Linked DNA regions of Callithrix jacchus: region 2 is linked to region 1. A link is a contact called in public Hi-C data. All regions are on one chromosome and are shown on one strand. Each heading gives the region's core, a stretch centred on a gene start, on an enhancer-like site or on the middle of the called end of the contact. The rest is flanking DNA. Distances are from core to core; before and after follow the strand shown. Region 1 holds the start of RAP1B (RAP1B, member of RAS oncogene family). Region 2 holds the start of SAXO6 (stabilizer of axonemal microtubules 6).

Region 1 (7,056 bases), core at 173-2,672:
CCCTTTTCAATTTATGTAAGTTACTTCTTGTTAAGATAACATCTTGTTGAGTAAGTCCAAACAGTATTCTAATTACAAAAGGAGCTGAAAAATAAATTTACCACAGCTTTAAATTGTAAGTACTCCCCATATATTAGATGCTGCCAGCAAAACCAAAATCCAATTAGACGGAATTAAGTTTAAAATACTAAAATCACAATCTTCATGTAGTGTCAACTTTCTACCCCGTAAAAATGTGATTTCCCGTTACTGCCACACAGAACTGCTTCTATTCATACCAATCAGAAGTTACAGGGCCAAAACGTTTTCCTAAACTATTAAAGACAGTGGGAGGAAGAAACGCGAAGGGGAAGGAAACCATCTGTTTTAACTTGCAAGGATGATCTTTTCTCCAAAAGACTTAAGGGTTTTTTAGAAGAAAAATCCGGAGGACTCCGGTTCATTGGGCATAGTTTTAAATTAAATTCATGGCGCTGATAGTTTTAGGATTAGACACCTCGAGATGGCGAAAAAGAGAAGAGGACAAACTTCCTGGATTTTCTCTCCCTCTGTAAAAGAGAGAGATTTCCTCTTGCTGACGAAGGGAAAGGCCCCTTTAACAGTTTTTCTCTACACGGTGGCTGCTGCCAGACTAGGTGGGGCTCCCTTCGCTGCCTTCCTCCTGCCACTTCCCGCAACAAATGGAGCAAGCCAGCCCGTTTCAGGCAAACTTTTTCCCCGTCAGTCTCAAGCCCGCGGGGCGCCGGGGAGTGGTTTGCCCCGAAGGCTCCTCGCCATAGCTCAGGGCCGGGGGAAGCTGAGTCTTTGCAAAGGACAACTTTCTGGTTTCCGTTCTAACTTCCACCCACACCACGGAGGGAACCCAGGCGACAGGCGAGGGGGCTCGGGGCGGGGAGCGAGTGTTCGGGGGCGTCAGCGGGGAAAGGAGGGCGGCCGGAGAGGCTTCGGCGGCCGCAGGCTGAAGGGAGCGGGCGGGTGGGGGGGGGGTCCTCGGGCTCTTACTTCCTCCGCCATATTTCAGACATTTGACCCCTTCCGCAAAGCGCGCTGTTCCCCCGCGGCGGCGACGGCTCCTCCTCGCTGGCCCGCAAGTCAGCGTGCTCGCCTGCCCGGCGCCTGGCCCTTGCGCCACCTGCCGCGCGCCGAGGGGCGGCCGCCGCCGGGGCCCCTGACCGCCGCGCCCGGCCCGCGCCTCACCGCACCCCACCCGCTCCCCTTAGCCGGCGCTCGGCCCCCGCCCCGCGCGGTCGCCGCCGCCGCTTCCCTCATCGGCCACGCAAGCACTCTGCGAACCTCTCACGCTGTCACCGGGTCCCTGCAGCCAGCGTCGCCCCGCGCTCCCTCCGGGTAGCTACTATCGGCGCCACGGCGGTCCTGCCGCTGCCGCTGCCGCCGCCGCCGCCGTCGCCGCTCCGGCTGGTTTACACGCCTGACTCTGGGCGAGGTTTGGCGGTGTCGCCTTGACGTCAGGCGTTCAGCCTCGCTCCAGCTTCCGCCCGCGGGCGGGTCCTAGGGGGCGGGGCGAGGGGAACCGAGGGGGCGGGGCCGCCACGCGCCTGGTCTTCGGCGTCGGCCTAACGCCGGCCTCCAGCGCAGCCGGAGCGCAGGCCCTGCCCACGCGGTCTCTTAGCTGCCTTTCGGTGGCCTGTCTGCTGAGATTCTGCTCTCGTTGTCCCTCACTTTCAGGCTCGCTCCCGCAGGCGCTCGGGTGGGCGGAATCCGCGCGTCGGTGTTCCCGACCCCAGCAGGTTCCAGCGGAACCCTCCGAAACCCCAAAGGCGCCGCCGCTTAATGCAAACCGTAGTTAAGTCACCAACTGGTCCAGTCTGTGTGTTCACGTCGTCCTTTGTGCTGGGCAAAGTAACCGAGAAGTAACGGAGAACGCGCAGTTTCTACACCTAGAGCTCCCGGAGAGAGCCTGGGCCCGCAAGTCTTTGCATTCTTGAGATGGCGTTTCTCCTGGATTCACAAATATTTTATCCATGGTGTCTTAACCCGGTCGAAATCTTTCCGAATTACCCTGCCAAACGCAGTTACCAAATTGAATTTCCAAATAAGTTTGTACCGTGCACCTAAGTCAACGCTATCTATATGACTAAAATAAATTGCGTATTTAAATGCATGGCCTGGACGCTTTAGTGACTTCATAGGATTACCCATAGGCAGGTAGGTTTATCGTGTGACTTAAGGGCACCAGAAAACAGAAGTTCCAAAATGGCTGGGAACTTAACACGGGAATTTACCATTTTTACCCTTAGTACAAGAAACTTACCAAAGTTTTTGTTGAAACGGTTTTGATGGTCGAAGAGATTAAGAAAGCAAAGAGGAGGGAAAAGTGGGGATTGAGGGTCATTTAAGACTAACTTTTATTGGTTCATAATTTAATCAGGCCCTGTACAAATTATTATTGAAATAAATATTAATAAACCTTGATAAATGGAATGTGACTAATTTCACTCCTTTTAAGAATATGTAGTGATTGAAAACTAAGCTAACCTAAGTAAAACGAGTAGATGAGAATGAATTATAACAGTTCTCCGTGTTTTATATTTTACTATTTAAGTTAATTGAATATATTACCTATTTCGATAATGTCTATTTCCTTAGAAAAAAATTGTTTTTTAAATTATCTACTGTCTGCATATATTGTGTACAACATGATCGTTTAAGTAACGTACACATTGTGGAACGGTTAACTCTAGCTAATTAACATATTACCTTACAGAGTTTTATATACATATAGATTTTTTTTTTTTTTTTTGAGAGTCTCGCTCTGTAGCCTGGGGTGGAGTGCAGTGGCACGATCTTGGCTTACTGCAACCTCCGCCTCCTGGGTTCCAGCAATTCTCTCTCAGCCTCTCGAGTAGCTGGGATGACAGGCGTGCGCCACCACGCCTGGCTAATTTTTGTATTTTTAGTGTAGACGGGGTTTCGCCATGTTGGCCAGGCTGGTTTGTAACTCCTGACCTCAGGTGATCCACCCGCCTCAGCCTCCCAAAATGCTGGGATTACAGGCGTGACTCATTGCTCCCAGCCAAGTCACCATTTTTTGATGAGAACACTTAACATCCATTATTTCAGAAAACCCTTTTTAATTGAAAGTTTCAAAGGCAAATTTCAGAGCAGTCCATTGGAATTATTGTAACTTCTGAATGAGTGAATTGCAAATAAATTTGACTTTACTAACTTTTCAATTATTGTGTAAACATTTGAGAAGTCTGAAACTTTGAATTCACAGAAGTGTTACATGGGAACACTGTGCTCACTCATTCTTTTCTTTCTTTCTTTAAAAAAAACCTCTTTGTCCTTTGGGCAATTGATTTTTTTTTCCAGAAAGAAATTAGTTTTAGAAGATTGATTTTTAGAGTTTGAGAGAATGTGTAAAATAGTTTATTTAATTAAAAACACATTTTCTCTTATCAGACGTTGTATTTGTATTAAACTGTTATCACTATGCAGAGAATACCATAATCTGCATCTCTTAGCACTGAATTCACTTTTCACTTTGAGCCTCTTGTTCCTATTTATCTCCTTGACTTCTTCTCCAGGATATTCCTCTGGCAACTTGCACTGGTCATATGTGCAAACTGAACTCATGGTCTTTGTAACCAAACCAGTTTCTTTTCCTTTTTCTTTGTTAATTGTATCACTATAATTTAAATTACTCAATCTTTATGCCTGACACTTAGTTCTCGGCTCTTGAATAATCCATCAATTGGCACGTCTGTTAGAAAGTAATTCGGCAAGGGGTTTCATTGTGTTTCCGCCTTTCCATTTCAACTAAGACCATACTTAGTGGGTTTTCAGTTGCCAGCTTTAGGTTGGTACACTCATCTCCGGGACTTTTGCAGTCTGGTGGCCTCCAGTCTGTTCCTGATTCCACACATTGTTGCCAGATGATTATCTTAAAGCATACCAAGCAAGTCACTCCCTCCCCCAAAAAACCTTCAATTACTCCCCTACTCTACCAAAATAAAGTTAATCCTTTTGTCTCACTTTTCCCTTTCACTTAAAACTGTTTTACAGTCAGAATGGATGGTGGAGTTTTCATCTTGCCCAAATAATTTGCTTCCCCATCTCTCTGTTGTGCATAGGTGAATGATTTCCTCTGCCTGGAATGCCCCTTCCCACTCCATCTCATTCTGCAAATACCTTGCCCATTATTCAAGGTTTATCTATGTTCTCTTAAGAATTAGCTTCTTTTCTGATACTTCTAACCTTATGTGGTCTCTCCTCTTTTGAATCCCTGAAACATTTTATTGCTTCTTTCCTTTGTCACTTGTGTTCTACCTTCCTGTGAATAGGGATTTGCAAACTTTTTCTCTAAAGGGCCAGATAGTAATTATTTTAGGCTTTGTTGGCCAGACAGATGGTCGCTGTTGTAGCCACTGAACTCTGCAATTGTGGGAAAAAAGCAGCCATAGATAATACATAAAGAATAGACCTGGCTGTATTCTAATAAAACTTTATTTATGGACACTAAAAGTTGAATTTCAAGGAATTTTAATATGTCACAAAATATTCTTTTTTTTAAAACCATTTACAAATGTGAAAATCGGCTAGGTGTGGTGGCTCATGCTTTGAGAGGCTAAGGCAGTGCTTTGAGAGGCTGAGGCAGGAGGATCACTTGAACCTCAAGAGCTGGAGGCCAGCCTGGGAAACATAGTAGACCTTGTTTCTACAAAAAACTGTAAAATTAGTCAGGCATGGTGGCAAATGCCTGTGGTCCCAACTACTTGGGAGGCTAAGGTGGGTGGATGGCTTAAGCCGAAGTCGAGTTCAAAGTTACAGTGAGCTATGATCAGCCTTCAGCCCTGATGACAGAGCAAGACCCTGTCTCAAAAAGAAAAGGAAAGAAATGTGAAAACTGTTCTTAGCTTATGGCTGCACAAAAACGGGGGGCAGCCTGTATATGGCCAGTGGGCCATAGTTTGGTGAGCCCTGTACTCAGGGGCAGCTTCACAGGCATGTGACTCATGCATGCAGTCATACAGAGCCCTGTACTTAGAAGGGTTCCATTATTGGGCTCTAATGTCACTCCTGACCTCAGGTGATCCACCTGCTCAGCCTCCCAAAATGCTGGGATTACAGGCATGACTCACTGTGCCCTGCCGAGTTACCATTTTGTGTGAGAACACTTAAAATCCATTATTTCAGAAAACCTTTTTAAATGAAAATTTCAAAGGCAAATTTCAGAGCAGTTCATTGGAATTATTGAAACTTCTCAATGAATTAGTGAATTACAAATAAATTTATAATTCTAATGAGCTCTAATGTCACAAAAATATTTTGATTTTTTTGCTGTAGTTGTTGTCTTGCTCTATTGCCCTGGCTAGAGTGCAATGGTGTGATCTTGGCTCACTTAAACCTCTGCCTCTCAGGTTCAAGTGATTATCCTGCCTCTGCCTCCTGAATAGCTGGGATTACAGGCACGTGCCACCAAGCTCAGCTAATTTTTTGTATTTTTAGTAGAGACGAGGTTTCACCACGTTGGCCAGGCTGGTTTGGAACTCCTGACCTTAGGTAATCTGCCCACCTCTGCCTCCCAAAATGCTGGCATTACAGGCGTAAGCCACCGTGCCCATCCAAAAGTTTTACTTTTAAGGAATAACATCTATGCTTCATTAGTTTTATTTTTAAAAGTCCATATGAGTAGAGGTCTTATTGCAAATTCAAATTTTGATCTTTAAAAGACCCAATTTGGCCAGGCGCAGTGGCTCACAGTACTTTGGGAGGCCAAGTTTGAGACCACTCTGGCCAACATGGTGAAATCCCGCCTCTATTATAAAGAGACAAAAAATTAGCTGGGTGTGGTGGCATGCACCTGTAATCCCAGCTACTAGGGCGGCTGAGGCAGGAGAATCACTTGAACCCAGGAGGCAGAGGTTGCAGCGAACCGAGATTGTGCCATTGCACTCCAGCCTGGGTGACAGGGTGACAGGGTGAGACTCCATCTCAAAAAAAAAAAAAAAAAAAAAGACCCAAATTAATTTTCCTAATTGACAGTTAATGATTATCAACATACACAAGATTCATACTATTTGACTTCTAATTTATCATGGTTATCAGTAATATTAATGTCCCTTAACATTAAATGTTAGTATATTCATTCACAAATGAACAATATTGAACTTTATCCTTTCAAGGCACTTCCTTACTGGCTTTTCCCTCTGTTGTGTGTTTGTATGCATGTATTATATAAGTCTATGTATGTGTACATAGTGTATGGTATATAAATACAGTTCTGTACCTTTGTAACACCCTGCATGGCTGGGTTGAGAAGTTGAGGAGAATAAGAAGACTGCTTATTAGATGCAAAAGAAGAAAAACATGGCTTAAATCTCCAGGTATTAGTTTGTAGACAGCTGGAAAGAAAGAGAAAGAAGGGAGGAAGGAATGAAAGAAGGAAGGAAAGAAAGAGAAAGAAAAGAAAGAGAGAAAGAAAGAGAAAAAGACCAGCCCAGTCAATATGATGAAACCCCGTCTCTACTAAAAATACAAAAGCTAGCGGGTGTTGTGACAGGTGCCTGTAGTCCCAGCTACTTGGGAGGCTGAAGCAGGAGGTGGAGGTTGCAGTGAGCCAAGATCATGCCATTGCACTCTGCCTGGGCAACAGAATGAGTCTGTCTCAAAAAAGAAAAAAAAAGAAGAAGAAGAAAGAAAGAAAAAGAAAAAAAGATATTTTCTTAGTCAAAGATTGCTTTCCAAATTCAATGCAGTTATTTTACCACTTAATCACAGAGGAGACCAGGTAAGAGTATATTATTTCATTGCTATTATGAGAAAACAACTTAGAACTCATACTCTCAAACAACTGGCATAGTTTGTGTTCCTCTAAGATTTTTGTTTGGGGAAACCATGTACTTATAATGTAAGAAAAATGAAGCAGCTTGGCATGTTTCTACTCTGTGTGATAACTGTAGTAACTGCTTATTTGTCTCAAGGTATACTTCAAATTCTGTCTGTTCTCAGTTTTAGCAGTTGTGGGCTTGACCACCAAACCTGCCTATACCACATTAAATAAATCTAACTGTCATTGCTAAGGTCTGTGATGTA
Region 2 (6,845 bases), core at 3,764-6,263, 270 kb after region 1:
GCTTTCAAATCAGCAGTTAGCAATTCTAGAAAATATCTGTGTTCCTGTGAGGTCTTTCCAAAGAGATGGTGAGTTAGGACAATAAATAATCAGTGAAGAAAAAGAAAGGCAATTCTTAGAAAACAGAATCATACAGTGGAGATATTAAAATGAAAGTAATTTTGTGCCCCAAGTTTATTCCCTGGGCCTTATTCAGCTGCAGTACATTATTACGATATGTGAGGCTTGCCAGTGGTTTATGCCTTACTGAGAACTACTTTACTCAGTGTGGCCTTGTATGGTGAGGAATCCTCTAGGCTCACCAAAAAGAAAAAAAGTCCTGTTGTCAAGAGAACCTGGAGTCCCTCCAAAAGGTGCCCCACTGATTCAAAAGCCAGACACTCCCTTGTCAACAAGGCGTCTCACGTCTAAAGTCTGGAGGGCAAATTGCACTTGGCTCATTGGTAAGTCTTAATCATAGACCCCATTTATTCGATTCTTATTGACATTAATGTGAAGTATCAGCAATTTTGCTTCTCAGACAGAAACCATGGATTTAATTTTGTCATTTTTCTTAGTTATGCAATCAAAAATTCATTCATAGGAGGAAAAATCAGTTAATACCTATGGAAAAATGCAAAAGAAAGCGGTCGTCAGACTGATTGCTTTTTGGCAAAGGCTGAGCTCAAGATTTACCAATGAAAGCCCAATTAAGTGTGACCTGAGAGAATGCTACAGAGCTAAAGAGCATTACTAAGCCCCAAAACTGGAATTTCAGTTACCTTGTAAGGTATCAGAGAAAATTACATATATGTAAATACAAGGCTGTGTATCAGTATATAGATAAAACAGTAGTTTCTAAACAGCTTTACTCTGATTTCTGAAGGAACAAGAAAAAAAAACAAACAAACAGAAAGCAAGTAATTTACCTTTCTGATAACTGATCTTGAGCAAATGTTAGTCAAAACTTCTTAAAGAATGTCTGGCTTGGATTCAGCTACCCAGAGCAGAACAAAAAAAGTAAAAGGCCTCTAGATCAGGTGTTTCCCAGGATGGAATTTAAAATCAGCTCCTTTATCCTGTCTGCTCTTTAATTGCCCATCATGGATCAAACTTTAGAATACCATGGTGCTCACACTTAGGTCCATTCTCACTTTCTCCTTTCTATTTCTTGTGTTCTTTGTGTACATATAGGTCCCCCATTAGAATATTATAATCATATTCAAAGGCAGGGGCTATGTCTTATTCATCTTTGTACCTCTCTTCTTTAACCTTTGTTTGATGTGTTTGCTCATATACACTTTTCTTTTGTCAAATAAAAATAAATATAGCTAGAGGTAAATAAAAATTCTCCAATGTTTCAACTGCTACTGAGAAAATGATAGATTATTAATTTGTGAAGTGGTCGACTTCCTTTTTTTAATAGAATGAGTAGCAGATGAGGATATCTACATTTCAAGTGCAAATGAAATTTGTTTCAAAGGATTTTGATATGTTTTTGTCTCGAAGAGGAGCAACAGCCTTATTGTGATAACTATGTCAAGATAAATCTAGAAACGGCCAATGGAAAGAGTTATTTTATTTAAGGAAAATAGTCCCAATGGTAACTATCAATATCTTAACGTTTCCTTATCTTCTCAGTAAACTGGATAAAATGCTCTTTTCTTTATAGCTGCCGCTAATGGAGTTGGACTCATGAGTAAGGGAAGGGAGAAAGTGCCTGTGAATGACATCATTATACAACATCATACGACAGTTTTTCTTTCTTTTATTCACTCTTCTTTCTTTTATCTCAACTTATGGTATACCATACACAGTCTTCTAAGCCTTGCTTTTTTTCTTTGAGAGTTTTCTATGTTAGTGCATAAAGAGGTGCCTCTTGCTTGTTAGGGGTTATATGGAAATATCCAATTTAATAAGCAGTTGCATGTCAGTTCCAGTCTTACCCTTCAAACTCTGCCAACCACATGACCAGCTCCCTGTTATGTTTGCCAAGAAAGGATGCTAGGGAAAGACTGATGTGCTCTGTTTTGCTTGCTGTCCCTGCAGCACCTGAACAGTGATCTTCTACTCCACAGTGGCAGTTGATTGCAGTCTCCAGCTTTTCTCTTTTCCAGACATTCCCAGAGGCAGTCTCATTTTGTCTCCTCAGAGGCACCCCACCAGTGGGGCAGTGACCCTTTCTCAGAGGTCTGACCAACTCCAGGAGGCCTCTCCTACAAACCTCCGCATTCTAGTAACCTCAACATTTTCTTTTTGTTCTCTCAGCCTTAGAGTGTGAGCTGCTTCCTGGATGTCCTCTTCTCTATTTCTCCTTTTGGCTTTAAGTTCTCCAGTAACTAATGAACCAATAGCTTATATTAAGTTCTTTTTGTTGAAATGCCTAGGGTAGGGTCTGTTTTCCTGACTGGACCTAATGTATCTGTGCAGGATCAGAAGGCCTAAAGAAGAACAGCTTGCAGTACTCTTTGTATTTGGATGAACCGTAATGTATTTGACTAGTTCTCTCTAAAAGGTTGTTTTCAACCTTTTGTAACTAGAAATAGTACATTAAACAACCTTAAATTAATTTTTTTTCACATCTGTGTGAGTCTATCTATAAGACAAATTAATAGAAGAGGAACTCCTGGATCTAACTGCCAAAATGCCTTTCATAGAGGTTGTGCAAATTCAGTCTCTCACAGGCGATAGACAGAAATCTTTGTATTAGAAACAGAGAAATCAGTGAAGGGAAGAGTGAGCCAGGTGTAATACCATTGTCCCAGTAAGAGGGCTCAGCTAGTGGGAGAGAGAAGCACAGCATGACATCTGTCACTTGAGGAGTTGCTTTTTGGCCTAGACTCCAAGGACTTCATTTTGAGCCCTTTGGAGTTGAGAAAGCCTAAAATACAAATGAAAAGAAGGCTCTCTAAGATATAGTGTTACTCACTTCAAAGAAGGTAATGCAAAAAGGAGAGGTGCTTTGCTGTAGATTACCACCAATGCCAGGCAGTTTGAGGAGTGGCTGTGCCCAGTTACTATGCCCAGTGGAGACTCAGTATCAAGGTAAAGTGGCTGTGACAGCCAGTAGCAAGGGTGACACCTACAGATGCATGGCTATTGGGACAAGCAGCAGTGCTGCTGGGCACACACTCTGTGGTTGCTGTGAGCACACGGGAAATACCTCCTAGGGACTCCCCAAAACATGGGTGAAACTTTGTAGGGTACTGGGTACTGTTTCCTGCAGTAGCAGAGAAGATAAGAGTTGGTAAAACACAAGCTACAAAACTCATTTACTATAAGGTTGTCACTTTCTTTTCCTCATTTCTCTATCTTTGCCTCTTAAACTGGGGTAGGCTTTTGTTTAACAATAGCAAAGTAAAATCTTCTTTCTTAAGTCTTTATGATGCATCGCTAGGAAGCCTGGGATGTGACTAAGTTATGTTTACCATCTGCTGTTTGGTTTTCCTGTCATTTACTCCCTGCTCAGCAGAGCTCTTCTTCAGTGATCATTGCCCTTGTTTAGCAGACAGGCTACATTCTACACATTTGCTTTTGCTGATTTCACCTTAGCATTTTGTGGTAACAAAGCAGTGTGTACAACCAGAGTTGTGCTTTTCTTACCCTGTAAGATGGGCAGCCTTCCTGCAGAGATGACTTTTGTTTTATGTTCCACTGTGTCTTGTTCGTGCCATTCTTAATTTACACGACAGAGATGCTGTCATCACCAATTAACATTATTCAAGGGCCCCCTGGATGCATAGCTGCATCAGGACTAATTTAATATGCTCTTTGTTCCAGATATCAGGTGGCTTCTTCAAATGAATTTTTAAGTATCTCAGTGATGATGAAGAATAGAGACATCAATCAGGATTCGGGAAGACAGCTTTTGCAGAAAATGCTTACCAGGAAGCAGCAAGGACTGGTGTTGATATTTGAAAGTTTAAGAGAGGTATACTTTTATTCAGTCAACACATGACAAATGTAAAAGGCAGTCATTTGTTGTTCCTGAAAGAAGACTTGCAGTATTCTATTCCCTTTCATCATCCCACTTTTTATTTATTGCAGTCCTTTCAGTCTGAATATTTCCTCCTGAGGCATTTTCTGCCCTCAGAAATGACTCCCTGCTCCCAGTTCCTGTAGCCCTTATCACTGGCACCTTTCATTTGACACATTTCATTACACCATTATTGAATAAATATATGTACGTCCTTCCCAAGTATATTAGAAAACTATCTGAACAGTTTCTTTCTTTCCCAATTCTCAGAATCAGCAGTGTTCTGTCAAGAAATATTTATCGACGATGATGGCAATAGTCTATTAAAATCAGATGAAGTTTTGTTTTTAAAAAAAGGGTGAGAGGAGAGACAAGGCTAAAGGTTTGGAAGTTGAGTCTCACAAGCATCTTTAATAAACGTTTCCTCATCTAAGCGCTGTATGTAGATCATTTTGGGGAGGGTAGAGATTGAGGGAGGAAGAACATCACTTGAGGAAGAGACAGCACTTTGTCTTTCGAGTTTCAATAAAGTTTCAAAAATCCTGCCTAAACTATATTTATTTTTGGCCTTTCCCTTTTGATGTGACAATAAACTGTAATGCGGCTGTCGGCTGTATGAACCGATATTCAGCAGAATACATCTGAGCATTTTCCTGTCAGAAAAAGAAGCGTTCGGTTCTGTCATAGATTTTAGAATTAAGAACGCACTTTCACGTCTGATGCTGTCAAGTACCTGGGCCGGCGAATTCCACCAGCAGCCAGACGCATTGCTGCGCGGGAGACCGCGAACCAGGGGCCAGTCCACCCAACCCAGGGCGGCACTACCGGGGTCCCGCCCAGCCCGGTTCCGGGAGTCTTATTGGGAGTCCTTCCGCCCGCCATCTCTATCAGCCGCCCAGGATTTATCACAGGAGGTGGGCGGCTCCCTTTCGGGCACTCATTGGTCAAATTCTAATGGCGGTAAGGCACTCTGCGAGTCTCTATTGGCCCTTAGGCTCTAAGATGGGCGGGGGAAAACAGCGACAGGGCTCTAGGCGGGAAGCGCGGAGTGCGCCGGCGCGTAGTCGGGGACGCCGGGCCCTGCCTTTGCTAGGGAACCGACTGTTATCGCCCCGCCCCCTCGGAGCTTTTTGTCCCGTTAACTGTCCGAGTGGCTTGGGACTTCGGCGCCGGGCAACATGCCTGTGCGGTTCAAGGTGAGGCTGGGGTTCCCGGGCCGGAATGTGACTGGTAGGAGCCGCGGTGGGGCTGGTGCGGAGCGCCGAGGTCACGCTGCTTTTCTGCGACTCAGTCCTCGGCCCGGCTGAAGCTGCCAGCCCCGGGGCCTGCCTGAAGCTGCCAGCCCCGGGGCCTGCCTGCCAGGCCCCAGAATCTGCCCGCCGGGTCTTACCCAGCTTCCTCTCCGCTCACTCAGTTTCCAAGTTGCCGTGTGCGGAAGAGTCAGATGGTGCGAGATAGATTTACTTCGGAGAACTCAAGAGGAGTGGAGATGGGAGGAGGTCACTTTGCAAAGAGCATTAAAGGCAACTCAGATAGGGTTTAGCATTTAACCCCCATTACTTTTAAAACTTTAGTGTATGTGGAGTTTAAAGGCTGGAGAAATGGGTTCTTAGTAAGGACGGGGTATAAAGAAATACATATTTTTCATCGTGCATTTTGTGCTAGCGTATGTTAAAAGTTCCAGGTAGCTGGTAGCTGTCAGGGACTAGCACCCTGCAACTTAACAGGTGGCTGCAGCGTCCCACAGCTCCTGACTCTTCATTTATCTTAAAGGCTTGTATATCAGAATGGAAGGGAAGTTTGTCTTTTGTTGATTTACCAAATAGCAAAAGGTCCTAGGCATATATTGTGTATTCGGTGAACACTTGGGATAAATCTAGAATGATGAGAATTTAGATTGTTACTAGTTATCCGACAAGAACTCATGCTTTGGAATCATAACAAGTGAAAGGATAGCTAACTTCTGAGTCTGGGATTCCTGCTAGCATCTGCCTCAAGTGGTGTTGAGGATTAAAGGATATAACACGTGTGAACTGCTTAGCATAGGGCTGGGTAAATATTAACTCTTATTAAGGAGCTCGTCTGTGTTTAATTTTCAGTCTGAAGTCTCTCTTGGGAGGTTCAGAAATTATTTTTTTTAACTAATGTCTGCTTTAAAACGTCATTCCTTAATTGCACTATACTGAAAGTGTACTTTGCATTACAGGGGCTGAGTGAATACCAGAGGAATTTCCTGTGGAAAAAGTCTTATTTGTCAGAATCTTGTAATTCCTCCGTGGGGCAAAAGTACCCGTGGGCTGGACTTAGATCAGATCAGTTAGGTAAGTTGAGCAAGCTAATACCCCTTCTGACTTGGGCTAAGCTGTTATAACTTGGGCTAATTGAACCTTTGGTTAAGTTTACCAAATGATTTATTAAAAGTTCAGTTCCTGGTTGATTTATTCATTTATTAATCAAATATTTATTGAAGGTTTACTATGAGCTAGGACTATTCCCAGCTGCTAGTGGGGCAGGCCAGGTTTCACTAATGCAGGCCTCCATCATAACTTTCAGTATTGACCGAGTGGTTAAGTTAAATATTAAAAGCTAAAAAAAGCCAGTGCTCTTAGTCAAAGGCTGGGATGTAACAGAAGTTCATCAAGAGTTTTGCCTACGCCTTTCCTGGGCTGTAAAGCATGACAAAATAAGGAATTCTTAACAGGACCCTTTTAGGATTAAACAAATTTTACTGGGGGTCTGAAGAAACTCCCAAGGCCTCAACAAACAAGTTTATTGGAGACCTGAAAGAACTCCCCAAACGTCTGTGATTTAGCAGGAGACAAGATAAGGGTAATCACCTCAGCACTAGACCTACTTCGATTAAGTAAATTTACTGAGGCTCCAGAAAAAG

Evidence for each region. A called contact is a pair of places that touch in the nucleus more often than the background predicts.
Region 2: a Hi-C map of skeletal muscle shows a contact between it and region 1, with 3 times the contacts expected there. The contact joins the promoter of SAXO6 here to the promoter of RAP1B in region 1. A contact is called at or near these places in 2 of 3 Hi-C or Micro-C datasets (both in skeletal muscle).

Annotation. Positions count from the first base shown.
Region 1 is chr9:50,525,115-50,532,170 of calJac240_pri, forward strand. RAP1B (RAP1B, member of RAS oncogene family) reads right to left here and starts at 1,423. Exons shown (of 9, transcript XM_078336108.1): 1 at 1,294-1,423.
Region 2 is chr9:50,794,009-50,800,853 of calJac240_pri, forward strand. It overlaps SAXO6 (stabilizer of axonemal microtubules 6), which reads left to right and starts at 5,014. Exons shown (of 15, transcript XM_078338040.1): 1 at 5,014-5,151; 2 at 6,162-6,276. The coding sequence starts at 5,134.